Regions from separate parts of the Hordeum vulgare genome. Here regions 1 and 2 are each linked to region 3. A link is a contact called in public Hi-C data. All regions are on one chromosome and are shown on one strand. Each heading gives the region's core, a stretch centred on a gene start, on an enhancer-like site or on the middle of the called end of the contact. The rest is flanking DNA. Distances are from core to core; before and after follow the strand shown. Region 1 holds the start of LOC123401753 (serine/arginine-rich splicing factor RSZ23-like). Region 2 holds the start of LOC123401572. Region 3 has its middle 330 kb from the start of LOC123402108.

Region 1 (4,096 bases), core at 1,557-4,056, 810 kb before region 3:
TTTGAGATTTTTTAGAGATGGCACATGCAAATTTACTTCAAACGACATTGAAATACCACATATAGGTAGGTATGGTGGACACAAGTGGCAAACCAATGTTTAAGGATAATGGATGCACAAACAGTATTCTCGCTTAGTACAAATGAAGGCTAGCAAAAAGATTGAGAAACGCCCAACTAGAAAATCATAATGATGCACATGCATACTAAAACATAACCAATATCAATCAATACACCACAAGTAGGATATAACTTCGTTGCATAACTATTGACTTTTCATGCTTGCATATGGAATCATAAACCTTAACATCACTATTCATACTAGAGCATAATTGACTCACTAACATAACTCACATATCATCATCTACATATCTCAAAACTGTTACAAAGAATCAAATTTCCATGTCCCATATATTTTTTTGTATGCTAATTTTCATTATTCTACTTGAATATTCATCACAAAGGAACCAAACATCATATCTTGTACCGATTACCAAGACTATTTTCAAACTCCCAAAAAGATATAAGTGAAGCAAGAGAGTGAATTTCTTCAAAATTTTCTAACATTCTCAAAAAGATATAAGTGAAGCAAGAGAACAAGTTTCTTCAAAACATATAGCATTCTCAAAAAGATATAAGTGGATCATGAGAACAAGTTTCTTCAAAACATTCGCACCACCGTGCTAAAAAAGATATAAGTGAAGCACTAGAGCAACCACCTAGCTTAACTAATTTAAGTGAAGCACAAGAAGCAATTCTAACAAATTATGATGACGTGAGGCTATCTCAAGAAAATGTGTTCAGAGATGATGATTGTGAAAAACTAATAAGAAAAGACTCATTTCATATAAGACGCTCCAAGCAAAACACATATCATGTGACGAATAAAAATATAGCCTCAAGTGTGTTACCGATAGTCGTTAGAAGAAAGAGGGATGTCTTCCAGGGCATCCCCAAGCTTAGACGCTTGAGTCTCCTTAGATATTACCTTGGGGTGCCTTTGGCATCCGCAAGCATTGACTTTTGCATCTATTTATTCCTTCATCCATCGACATCACACCCAAAACTTGAAAACCTCAATCACACAAAATTCAACAAAACCTTCGTGAGATCCGTTAGTATAACCAAGCAAATTAGTACTATAAGTACTATTTCAAACCCATTCAAATTTTATAACTACATTATAGGTACTGTATTCTAACTTTCACATGGCTTGCACCCCCAACACAATTCATAGATTCATCAAGATAAGCAAACAATGCAACGAAAATAGAATCTGACAAAAACAGAATAGTCTGTAGCAATCTGTCAAAAACCATACTGCTGAAACTCTGAAAATTCTGAAAAATTAGGACACCATGGAAAATTTGTGTTTCAATCACATGTAAAAAATCCAGACACATTTGACGCTGTGATGAATTTATAAAATTCTTGGACTGGGCGTCAAAGTCGGCCCAACGCGCCGACCCAAACGGACGCGCGTCCGCTTGGCGTTCGCGTGGCGACCCATTCCCGACCCAATTTTGGGCCGGATTTGCGTCGGCGCGGACACGAGACGGATGCGCGCGCGCCTCTACTCCTCTCCCCAGGCCCACCGGTTGGTGGCATCCACCACCATTTCCCCCATCCCCCCCCAAAACCTCTCTCGCCCCCGCGCGCTCCCGCCCCACGTCCGCCATGGACGACGACCTCGACCTCGCCGCCGCCGCTGGCCTCGCCTCCCTCGCCTCGTCCGACAAAGGCAAGCCTCGCGCCTCCCGAAAGGCCGCCGCACCGAAGCCGAAGAAGGTGCTGACGCCCGAACAACGGGCAAAGGAGTCGGCCAAGAGGAAGGACCGGAGGCACGCGACGGACGCGAGGGATGAAGCCATCACGGCGGCCGCCGCGCAGCAGCAGGTCACCAACGCCCGCGCCACGGCGACAACGAGGGAGGCGCTCTGCATGTTGGGGTTAAACCCTAGCCAACACGGCCTCGTCAACGCCGCCGTGGCCGCCGCGGTGAGCACCGGCTCATCCGCCTTCCCTCGGACGCTGCTGCCCGACTCGCCCGGTGCCTCGGTTTGCAACCCGGTGCCCGTCTTCCACGTCTACCCGCAGGCCTCCCGCCTCTCGGGGGAGTGCTCGTCCGAGGTGAGCGTGGTCGCGCCTTCGACGCCCGCACCCTCGACCATCAACCTCAACGCCACACCGGTGGCCGCTGGCTCGTAAGCCGGAGGCGCGAGGAAACGCGCGCGGGAGACGCGAGCCGACCAACATTGTATGCCGGCGCTGGCATGGTGCTGGCATATGAAACATGGTCGCTGGCATGATCGGCCGCAGACCTTTTTTTTAATATGTTGATTGCGGACATGAAATGGGTCGGCTCGTTGGGCGCACTGTCGTCCCAAATCTAAAATAAGGCGGACGCCGCGCGGGTGGCCTATCCAAACGGACAAAAAGTGGACAAATTTACCGTCCGTTTGGATCGGTCCGTTGGAGTTGCTCTTATACCCTACCGCCAAGGACATCAGCGGTAGCAAAATGATGAGATCCAATTTTTTTTAACCAAAGTTAGATTCGACTTAACTTTCAGCAAAAAATCAAAACAACGAATTTTACGACCGGAGGTAAGTAGTAGTAGCTAAAAAGGACGCCCCAGGGGTCAATCCAGAGGGGCAAACAGTGGTCCGGACGATCTTGAACCAGCAGCTCATCCGCCACCGTAGAAACCACGAGGCAACTCATGAGTCCTCTTCCGCAATCCCCATCCCATCCCATCCCATCCCAATAAACGAGAATTCCGTAAATACCCCTGGCCCCGAGGCGTCAGCCCTTCGCTCCCTACCCTCCCCCCCTCTCTTCCGCCCGCGGCGGCTCAGACTTAAACCCTAGAGCCGCTCCCCTCCTCGCCTCCGAAGCGCTCGCCGCCCGATTCGCCAATCCCCAATCCCCCCTTGGAGGCGCTCCCCCGAAGGTAAGTACGCCCCACAGACCCCCCGGTATCTTCGAGTTCCAGGCCCGCGTGCCTAGCCTTTGCGCTTCATCCTGTTCCCAAAACGCGAGAATTTTTCTGGGGCGTTTCTCTTTTTATCTGCGGGTGGATGTTAGCAGCTGCTTCGTGCTGGATTCGGCAGCATTTCTTAAAGATTTTTTTCGTTTTTCCTCTTGCAGGGCCTGCTGCTGCCTGTCATGGCTCGCGTCTACGTGGGGAATCTGGATCCGCGCGCCACTGCGCGCGAGATCGAGGACGAGTTCCGCGTGTTTGGGGTTCTCAAGAGGTGAGATGCCTGTGATTTGTTTAACAGTTCTGAAGCTAGTACTACGGTACATACCTTTTCACGAGTTCGGTGTGATATAACTACTGTGCTTGCCTGTAGACATGCTAAGTTGTAGTTTCACATTTCATGTTCAGTTGGTGACTTGCTCGTCTGCTAAAAGTATACGAGCCAAGTATATCGGTATGCTGGCTATTTAGTACGCCTGATTTTAGTGCATGATGCGTGTGAAATTGAGAGTTGAGACTATCTCTTGGTGAACATGATGCAGCTTTCTGTTTGATAAATAGAAGCTTTTATGCATAATTATATCTTAGCTGCATTGCTTGGTCACTTCTATTCCTTTCAATCCGTTTCTTTGTTCATATGGTGAAGTTTCCCTGATAATAACAGTTTATGTCACTGCATTTTGTGATTTTTTTAATTTAAGTTCAACGGGGCATGCATGTGCAGATCTTCTGTATCTTACTGTTATGACTGTTGTGCATTATAGCCGGCGGAGGCCCACGGGCGCGGGCAGTTAGGCCCAAAGGCGCGGGCAGTTAAGCCCAATGGCGCAGGCAGTTACGGGCTTGGCCCAACTTATTGTTATTTTTATTAGCACCTAAGGGATTATATAAACCCATGTAAAGACTCGTTTTGATATTAAGAAGTAGCAATCATTATTGCTCGGCTTTTGCCGAGACTCCAAAACCCTAGCCGCCCCAACGGCCTCCTTCTCCCGACGCGACCTCAGCGCCGTTGCCGGTGCCTCCAGCCTCGCCAACCCTCCTTCGACCACTACAACCTAAGATCTTGTCTTGGTAGGAGCCTTGCTCCTATCAATCTGGTATTAGCTGTCTC
Region 2 (3,583 bases), core at 980-3,479, 670 kb after region 3:
CTCGTTCGATGTCGTGCGGTGCGGGACGGCGGCTTCAGCGACGGCGTCATGCGGATCCAAGGCACGGCAGCGCAGCAGCTCCCGGCGGAGGCGCGGGTGGAGATTGGCTGGGCGTGGCGTGCCGGTCGGTTGGACGTGGCTAGAAGCTGAAGGTGGGGCTGGGCGTTGCCGGTGGCGGTTGCAGCGGCGGCGTTCAGCCCGGATCCGGTCTTTGAGGTGGCCACGGCTAACCCGAATCCGACCATGGTGGTGGCGGCGTCCCCTCCGCCGGGGATGACGGGCCAGGTGGTGGGTCTTTGTGACGGCACCGGTGACGGCGGATCTTGGGATCCCGGGACCGGGCTCGTCGCAGGATCCGGTACTGGCTGCGAGTCGGGGAGACATAGTTGCCGGTGAAAACCGAGCCGACGGCGGACGATGGCGGCGTTCTGCGCCGTTACCTTAATGAAGGCTTCGTCTTGTAACTAGTGTCGATCCACTCGTGCTGCTCGAGGGGAAACCTTAGGATCTGGTTTTCCAGATCGGATGATGGCGACATTGCGGTGTCGTTCCTCTCTAGGAAGCATCGTTTGTGGAGCAGTGCTGGAAGACACAGGCAGGAGGTGGAGCGTCTTCGTCCTGCACGGAGCTTCGGTGGTGATGTCAGGTCATGCCTGGCCAACAGGTGCTACGCTTTGTCATGCCTGTTCGGCAGGTGCTACGCACGACAGATCTTATAGAGTCTTCGCATCTGGATGGACGAGCGCGGGGAGGTGGCGCCGTTGGGCGCCGTGGTGGCGTTGACGGATGGCCGGACTGACAAGGATGATGCGGATTTCTCTCCTGAAGATGGGTCAGCAGTTCGATGATGATGGCGGCTTCTAAAACGTGTGCATGTGGTATACGCTTTAGGTCTGCTACGCCGGCTGTTAGTTCCGATACGTTATGTGAATGGATCGGCGACGACACCGGTTTTAGATATGGGGAGTGAGAGCACTCCACATTATCGCTTTTGTAGGTGTGAGTGGGGGCTTCGGGTGGCTTGATGTATGTTCTTGTCAGACCTTTGTTGAATAAGTAATAAAGATGGTTGTATGCATCGATTGATGCAGAGGCCGGGGGGTCTTAACCTCCTTTTCTAAAAAAATGCAGAACCAGATAATATAGACAAGAGGCCTTCAAGCCAATTATATACACTATTTTGAACTAATCATCAACTTTATCCAAGCTGGACGACTGCATGGGTAAAGAGTGGCTGAGCCAGGTTGCTTTAACTTGATAATCCACACTAGAGTCACCCTTCATCTCGGAATGAAACCATGATGCTTGACCAAAGCTAAACAAATTCCCTTTAGGCAAAAAGTTAGCTTTCAAGCATGTCCTTTTTCCATATTCACTGATAAGCTAAATCAGCATGCCAAAAGACCAGCCCGAGACCAACAATGGTAGCGTACTAGTGATGAAGATATGTGTGTCGAAAACCTCTTTCTGTCGAAAACCTCTTTCATTATGCCCTCTATGAGCTAGCAGAAAGCCAGCGTCCATCTCCAAAATAGGATAGCGAAAGAAGAAAAAGCAAGCTATGTAGTATGGCGATTCGGTGACAACAATCATAGGTTACATGTTCTCAGGCGCCACCTAAAATCACACGCATTAAGCAGCTATAGAAAAGCAACGCAGCAGATAAATCTAAGAAGGGCATGAGAACGTCACACCGTCAGCCTTCCAGCTAATCCCACCGAAACCACCACATGAATGCTCCAGAGCATACCGGTACCAAAATCCCAGGAAATGGCCGAATCCAAGGCAGGCAGCTCCCAGCCTCCGCGCCAGAGGTGCCCCAGATCACAAGAGGCCACCTCATCTCGCAAGAGATTCAACCAGGCCGAGGTCCAATCCCACACTCCGAATGCGATTCTGGGTAAGCGCGGCCCGAATCGAAAAATGGCAAGAAGCTGCAGGAGCCTCGTGGAATGGAAAGAAAGGCGAATGCGGGAGGTGTTGACCTGTGCACGGGAGGCGTGTATCTCTTGATGCTGTCCGGGTTGGTATCCGCCATGGCAGCAGCTCGGGCCCTGGGAGGCGCGGAGGGGGAGGGAGGAAGAAGGAGCGGGCGGTGGATGGGGTTGCTTCCTTCCTCCTCCTGCCCAGCCCGGCTGCCGCCCTCTTTCTTCCACCCTCCGTCTCCGTGCCCTGCCCTGCCCTACCCTGACGAGAGATGCAAAAGAGGGAGGAACAAAGGGGCGAAGATGGGGGGCCCGGGCCGGGGGTGTGGGTGTGGGTGGGGAAAGCGGGAGTGCTTTCCGCGGTAATGTCTCGATTCCGGGAAACTGGTCACTAACGAGTGGGACCTTAGAATTGCGCCGTGACACTATTGTAAATAAGTCCAAAACAAAATATCCAAAGTTTTCTTTTCTTGAGGGACAAAAGATCCAAGGTTTGTGAGGTGAAAATACCCAAAGAGACATCTATATACCTATACCTACCTAATAATAAAGAGGCAATTGCTTCCGTCGGAAAACTCACCGCTGCATTTTTATTAAAAAAACTGTAAGCAAAAATTATACCCGTACGCATCGCCTCCTCCCGTCGACCCTAGGCCACCCTGGCCTGTGCCCAGGCCGCCGCCACACCACTCGTCGTCGCGGCCGACCTCAACCGCCACCGCTGCCGATCTCAACCCACCCGCCTCCGCGGCCGTACCTCTCCCCGCTCACTGCCCCCGTTGTGCCGCTCGAGCGCATCGCGTCGACCCTGGTCCACCCTGGCGTGTGCCCAGGCCGCTGCCACACCACTCGCCGCCGCGGCCGACCTCAACCACCACTGTTGTCGATCTCAACCCACCCGCCTCCGCGGTCGTACCTCTGCCCGCTTGTTGCCCCCATTTCGACGCTCGAGGACAGTTTCTGGATCAAATCTACGCGACAACTACAGTGACTGGGGATGATGCGTCTGCTCGATGCAGAACGGCGGCGGCGAGGCGGAGCGAAGTACTTGCAGGTGGAGGCGGGCCTCCATGGCTCACAGGGGAACTCCGAGGTTATGGCGCGGCAACGGCGACTCCTTATGGCCAGATAGAGGCGCCTAACCCTTGCTCCCCTCATTGTATCCCCTCCTCCGGCAGAAACTCATCATCCGGTGAGATCCCCTCTCCATGCCTCCAACCGTCTGCCAAGCACCGGCAAGAAATTTTGTTTTGTGGGGATTTATTTGTTGATGAATGAATGTATTGAATGTAAGATTGTATTGTTGTAGAGATAGAGAATGGAACACGACCTTCAGTTTGTCATCTGATCCCACATTCTCTACCCCATGAGTGAAATAAGATAACAGTCCATTGATCAATTCACGTAGCCTCTTTGTTTTGCTTTGCTTGCCCCGCTCAATTTCTCATCATGTGGAATTAACAATGGATGGGTTGATTTCTCAACAAAATAGGATAGGACTGACTACATTAGTTAGTTAGCTTATTATTTTAATAAATCAAAATGATTATAAAAATATTAAAAGCATGTGGTATTTTTTTCTCCCGTTGCAACGCACGGGCCCTTTTGCTAGTTACTCTAACAAAATTTAAAACTTGTGTTTATTGATTGTGAGCAAA
Region 3 (3,989 bases), core at 1,319-3,818:
AAGCATATGAAAATGTTAAATGTGTATAGAAAAATTGTTGACCCTTTATTATAAAATTAATGAAATTTGGTTACCGTTTATAGAATCTATTTAATCAAGCATTTCAAAAATGTTGAAAATTTATTTGAAAACGTTAATCAAGAAACATTGAAAAACTATTTGAAAAGTATTAAATGTGTATAGAAACAATGTTGATCATGTATTAAAAACTGATGTATTTTTCATTATGTCTGTAAAAATGTTTATCAAACATTTTAAAAACTTCTGAACAAATATTTTTAACATGTCGATAAAAATATTGAAAAATGTTAAATGTGTAAAAAATGTTGACTATGTATTTAGAAAAAGTTAAACTTGTACTTGAAGAAAGTTATGAATAATTTCGAAAAATGATTTATGTGTATAGACACAATCATGATCTTATACTAGAAGAATGTTAATCTTGTGATTAAAAAGGTTACCTATTCGTTGGAAAACTGTACTTGATGTACACAAACATGTAGAATGAAAACCAAAAAATGACATAAATAAAATAGAAAAGTAAAACCAAGGATTTTTTTTATGAAAAATAAATCCATGGAAACAAATGTAAACAGAATTAACAAACTATGAAACCAATAAAGAAACAAAGAATAAAACGAAAGCCAAAAAAGAAAAGAAAAAACCAAATAAAAAGTAGCTAGAAATAAAAACAGATAAAGGACCGTGAAAGAAGCAAAGCGAGACCAAAATAGAAAACAAGAAAAACCTTGCTATAACAACGAAAAAAATTAAACCAGAGTAATAAATAAGAAAACCAAAAAAATGGAGAAAATAAAAATAAAACTCAGGTATTTCCCGTCGAGTTGGTTGCGTATGCAATCTCTTATAGAGAACCTGGCCTATTGGAGCAGTGGAGTTATATTTTAGTAGAGCGATTATATATGGACAAATGGCCCGTTTCTTTCACTCGCTTTATGCGAGACATAGCTCTCGCGCTTGTTTAGGTTTTCATTTTTGACATATCGCGGTTGTTCAGGTTGTGTCCGCACGTATGTCTTGCTTGAGTGGGACTGTTAATGGTTCGCATGTTGATAAGTGACAGTCTCATGTGGGAATTGAACCCGCGCCCTACATGATACGGGACAGAGCACCTAGCCAGTGCAATTGGCTGACTTTAATTACTAGATTGTTTGCAACGCGAAACTTAAAGAAATGAAAGGCCACGACATAATTTAGATAACAGCTCGCGAAAACTTAGCCAAAACGTGTGTGCATAGGATAGAACCCACTGCCTCCAGGGACACCCCGAACAATTTTCTACAATTGTGATTTTTCTAAAACTTTGAAATCCCGAACAATTTTAAAAAGAATGAACGAAATTTGAAGTTCCAAAATATTTTTAAAGATTTGCGTTTTTTTTGAATATTCGACATATTTGGAGAAAGGTGAACAATTTTTTGAAATGTGAACATTTACATATTTGTGAACAGAATATTTAATACTTGAACATTTTGTGAAAACATGACTGTTTTAAGGAATCTCTAAAATTTATATTTAAAAAATAGGAACAAAATGATAACATTTAAGGAAACTGCGAACAAATTATAAACTTATAAATATTTTTTAATTGTGAACAAATTTCGAAACCGTGAACATATTTCAAATTCTAAACAAATTTTGAAACATGAACAACTTTAAAATTCGTGAACAAAATTCTAAAATTATGAACTTTTTGTATTATAAACAAATTTTGAAACCAAGAACATTTTTTGAATTCTAAACAAATTTTGAGACATATGCAAATTTCAAGTTCATTAACAAAATTCATAAAATTGTGAACATTTTTCGAATTGTGATTTTTTTAAACATGAATCAACTTCAAGTTCATAAATAAAATTAATAAATTATGAACATTTTTTGAATGGTGAACAAATTATGCAACCATAAACCTTTTGCGAAATGTGAACAAAATTCCAAAACATGAACAAATTTAAAATTCATAAACATAACTATTAAATTGTGAACATTTTTCGAATTGTAAACAAATTTCAAAACTGCGACCATTTTTTGAAATTTAAATAAATTTTGAAACATGAACAAATGTCGAATTTGTGAACAAAATTATAAAATTATGAACATTTTTTGACTTGCAAAAATTTTTGAAACCGTTTTTTAATTGTGAACATAATTTAAAAATTCAATATTTTTCGAATTGTGAATAATTTTTATTTTTTAAAAAAAGTTGAACAAATTATGAAACTGTGAATATTTATTAAAAAATTAAATTGACAAACACAAAAGGTATAAAATGGACAAAAATAAAAGAGAAAAAGAAGAGAGATAAAAAGAAGAAAAATAAACAGAAAAATGAAAAAAAGAAAAACCAAATGAAAACTGAAACACTGGTTTAGAAAATATTCTAGAAATTTCCCAAAATAAGAAAAAACGGCTGGGAACCAAGGACATTGGAACGTTTAAACGGGTCGGCCCGTTGCGTCGCTGCTCGGCTTTTCTATGCGAAACGCCGACAGTTTGACATAACGAGTGGTAAATAGGGTTACCCCTCAAAAACAAAAAGAGTGGTAAATAGGGTTAACGCGAGTCGCAAGGGCACCTTGTCTGAACATGACGGTGAGATGGGCCGGGCCATGCCCATGTGAGGCCACCAGCCGCAACCTCAATTTTCCTTTTTTGATTCACGTTTTCTGTTTCTATTTTCTTTTTTACTTTTTATTTTTTATCTGTACTTCCAAGTTCCAACTATCCTGTATACATGTATTGCAAAAACAATTTATATCATATACGAAGTGAAATTATTCATGCATTTTAAAAGAGTCAAATGCGTACCAAAATGTTTATGATATATACGAAAAATGTAAACAAAAAATATACAACATGTATTAAAAAAGTAGACATAAACATAAATGTCTTAAAAATGTTAATCATGTATTTAGAAATGTTATATCTGTATAAAAACGTGTAATACTTATTGAAAAGTTAGACATTAATGATGTACATATATTTTTTTAAACAGATATATAAAACATTATCCATGTAGAAAAAAGTATCAGCTCTATATAAAAAATGTACGATGTGTTTGAAAAAATTTAGACTTTGATACATAAATTTGAAAAAGGAACCAACCATATATATTAAAAATTTAATAATGTAATAAAATGTTTTATACTCATAAAAAAGGTAAAATGTGTAGAAAATTTGGAATGGAGGATAGAGGGACATCCCTGATTGTTTCGTCAAAAGTTTGCAAATCTAAACAACATGGAGGGCTTGGAATTTTGGATATTGCACCTCACAACAACGCTCTTCTCATCAAAAATCTTTACAAATGCCTCAACAAAGATGACATCCCATGGGTCAAATTTATATGGGAAGAATACTATCATATAGGTGTACCCATGGGAAAACGAGAAGGCTCCTTTTGGTGGAAGGCACATGTTATCCTCTTACATAATTTTAAATGAATGAGGTGTTGCACAATAGGATTTGGCCAAATAGTGTTGTTCTAGAAAGACAAATGGGAAGATGAAACACTTCAACAAAAATTATGTGAACTTCACTCATATGCAATTGATGAAACACTTTCAGTAGAAAAAACTTGTAAAACACAAGACTAGACTGAACACTTCCATCTGCCAATATCTAATGAAGTATACAAGAATTCAACCAGCTACGAGTAGTTATCCCTCAGCCAAACCCAGACATGAAATACAAATGGATTTGCAATGAACTAGCAAACATATACTCATTAATTCAAATGTATAAGCATATGCTTGGAGACCAGGAAGAACATCCTATGATTAAACTAATATGGGCTAGCTCGAGTAGGTTGAGACATAAAATATTTTTCTGGCTGGTGGCACGCTGCAAGATGAACACGAGAGCACTTCTAAAGAGGAAGGGAATGCACCTAGATAATTCTTTCTGGCCTAACTGCAATTAGAGGGCAGAAGAGACCACTATGCACATTCTATGGGAGTGCAACTTTG

Evidence for each region. A called contact is a pair of places that touch in the nucleus more often than the background predicts.
Region 1: a Hi-C map of leaf shows a contact between it and region 3, with 8 times the contacts expected there. The contact joins the promoter of LOC123401753 here to the enhancer-like site in region 3. A contact is called at or near these places in 3 of 6 Hi-C or Micro-C datasets (leaf and seedling).
Region 2: a Hi-C map of leaf shows a contact between it and region 3, with 8 times the contacts expected there. The contact joins the promoter of LOC123401572 here to the enhancer-like site in region 3. A contact is called at or near these places in 2 of 6 Hi-C or Micro-C datasets (leaf and seedling).

The regions. Positions count from the first base shown.
Region 1 is chr6H:350,670,531-350,674,626 of MorexV3_pseudomolecules_assembly, reverse strand. LOC123401753 (serine/arginine-rich splicing factor RSZ23-like) reads left to right here and starts at 2,806. Exons shown (of 5, transcript XM_045095607.1): 1 at 2,806-2,952; 2 at 3,150-3,256. The coding sequence starts at 3,168.
Region 2 is chr6H:349,188,317-349,191,899 of MorexV3_pseudomolecules_assembly, reverse strand. It overlaps LOC123401572, which reads right to left and starts at 2,229. Exons shown (of 6, transcript XM_045095398.1): 1 at 1,986-2,229. The coding sequence starts at 2,038.
Region 3 is chr6H:349,858,495-349,862,483 of MorexV3_pseudomolecules_assembly, reverse strand. No RefSeq gene overlaps it. Among protein-coding and RNA genes, the nearest start is that of LOC123402108, 330 kb to the right of the region's middle. Within about 2 kb of position 2,568, at least 2 of the 3 cell types and tissues checked have open chromatin away from gene starts, as enhancers often do. A contact at or near this core is called in leaf, where this site is marked.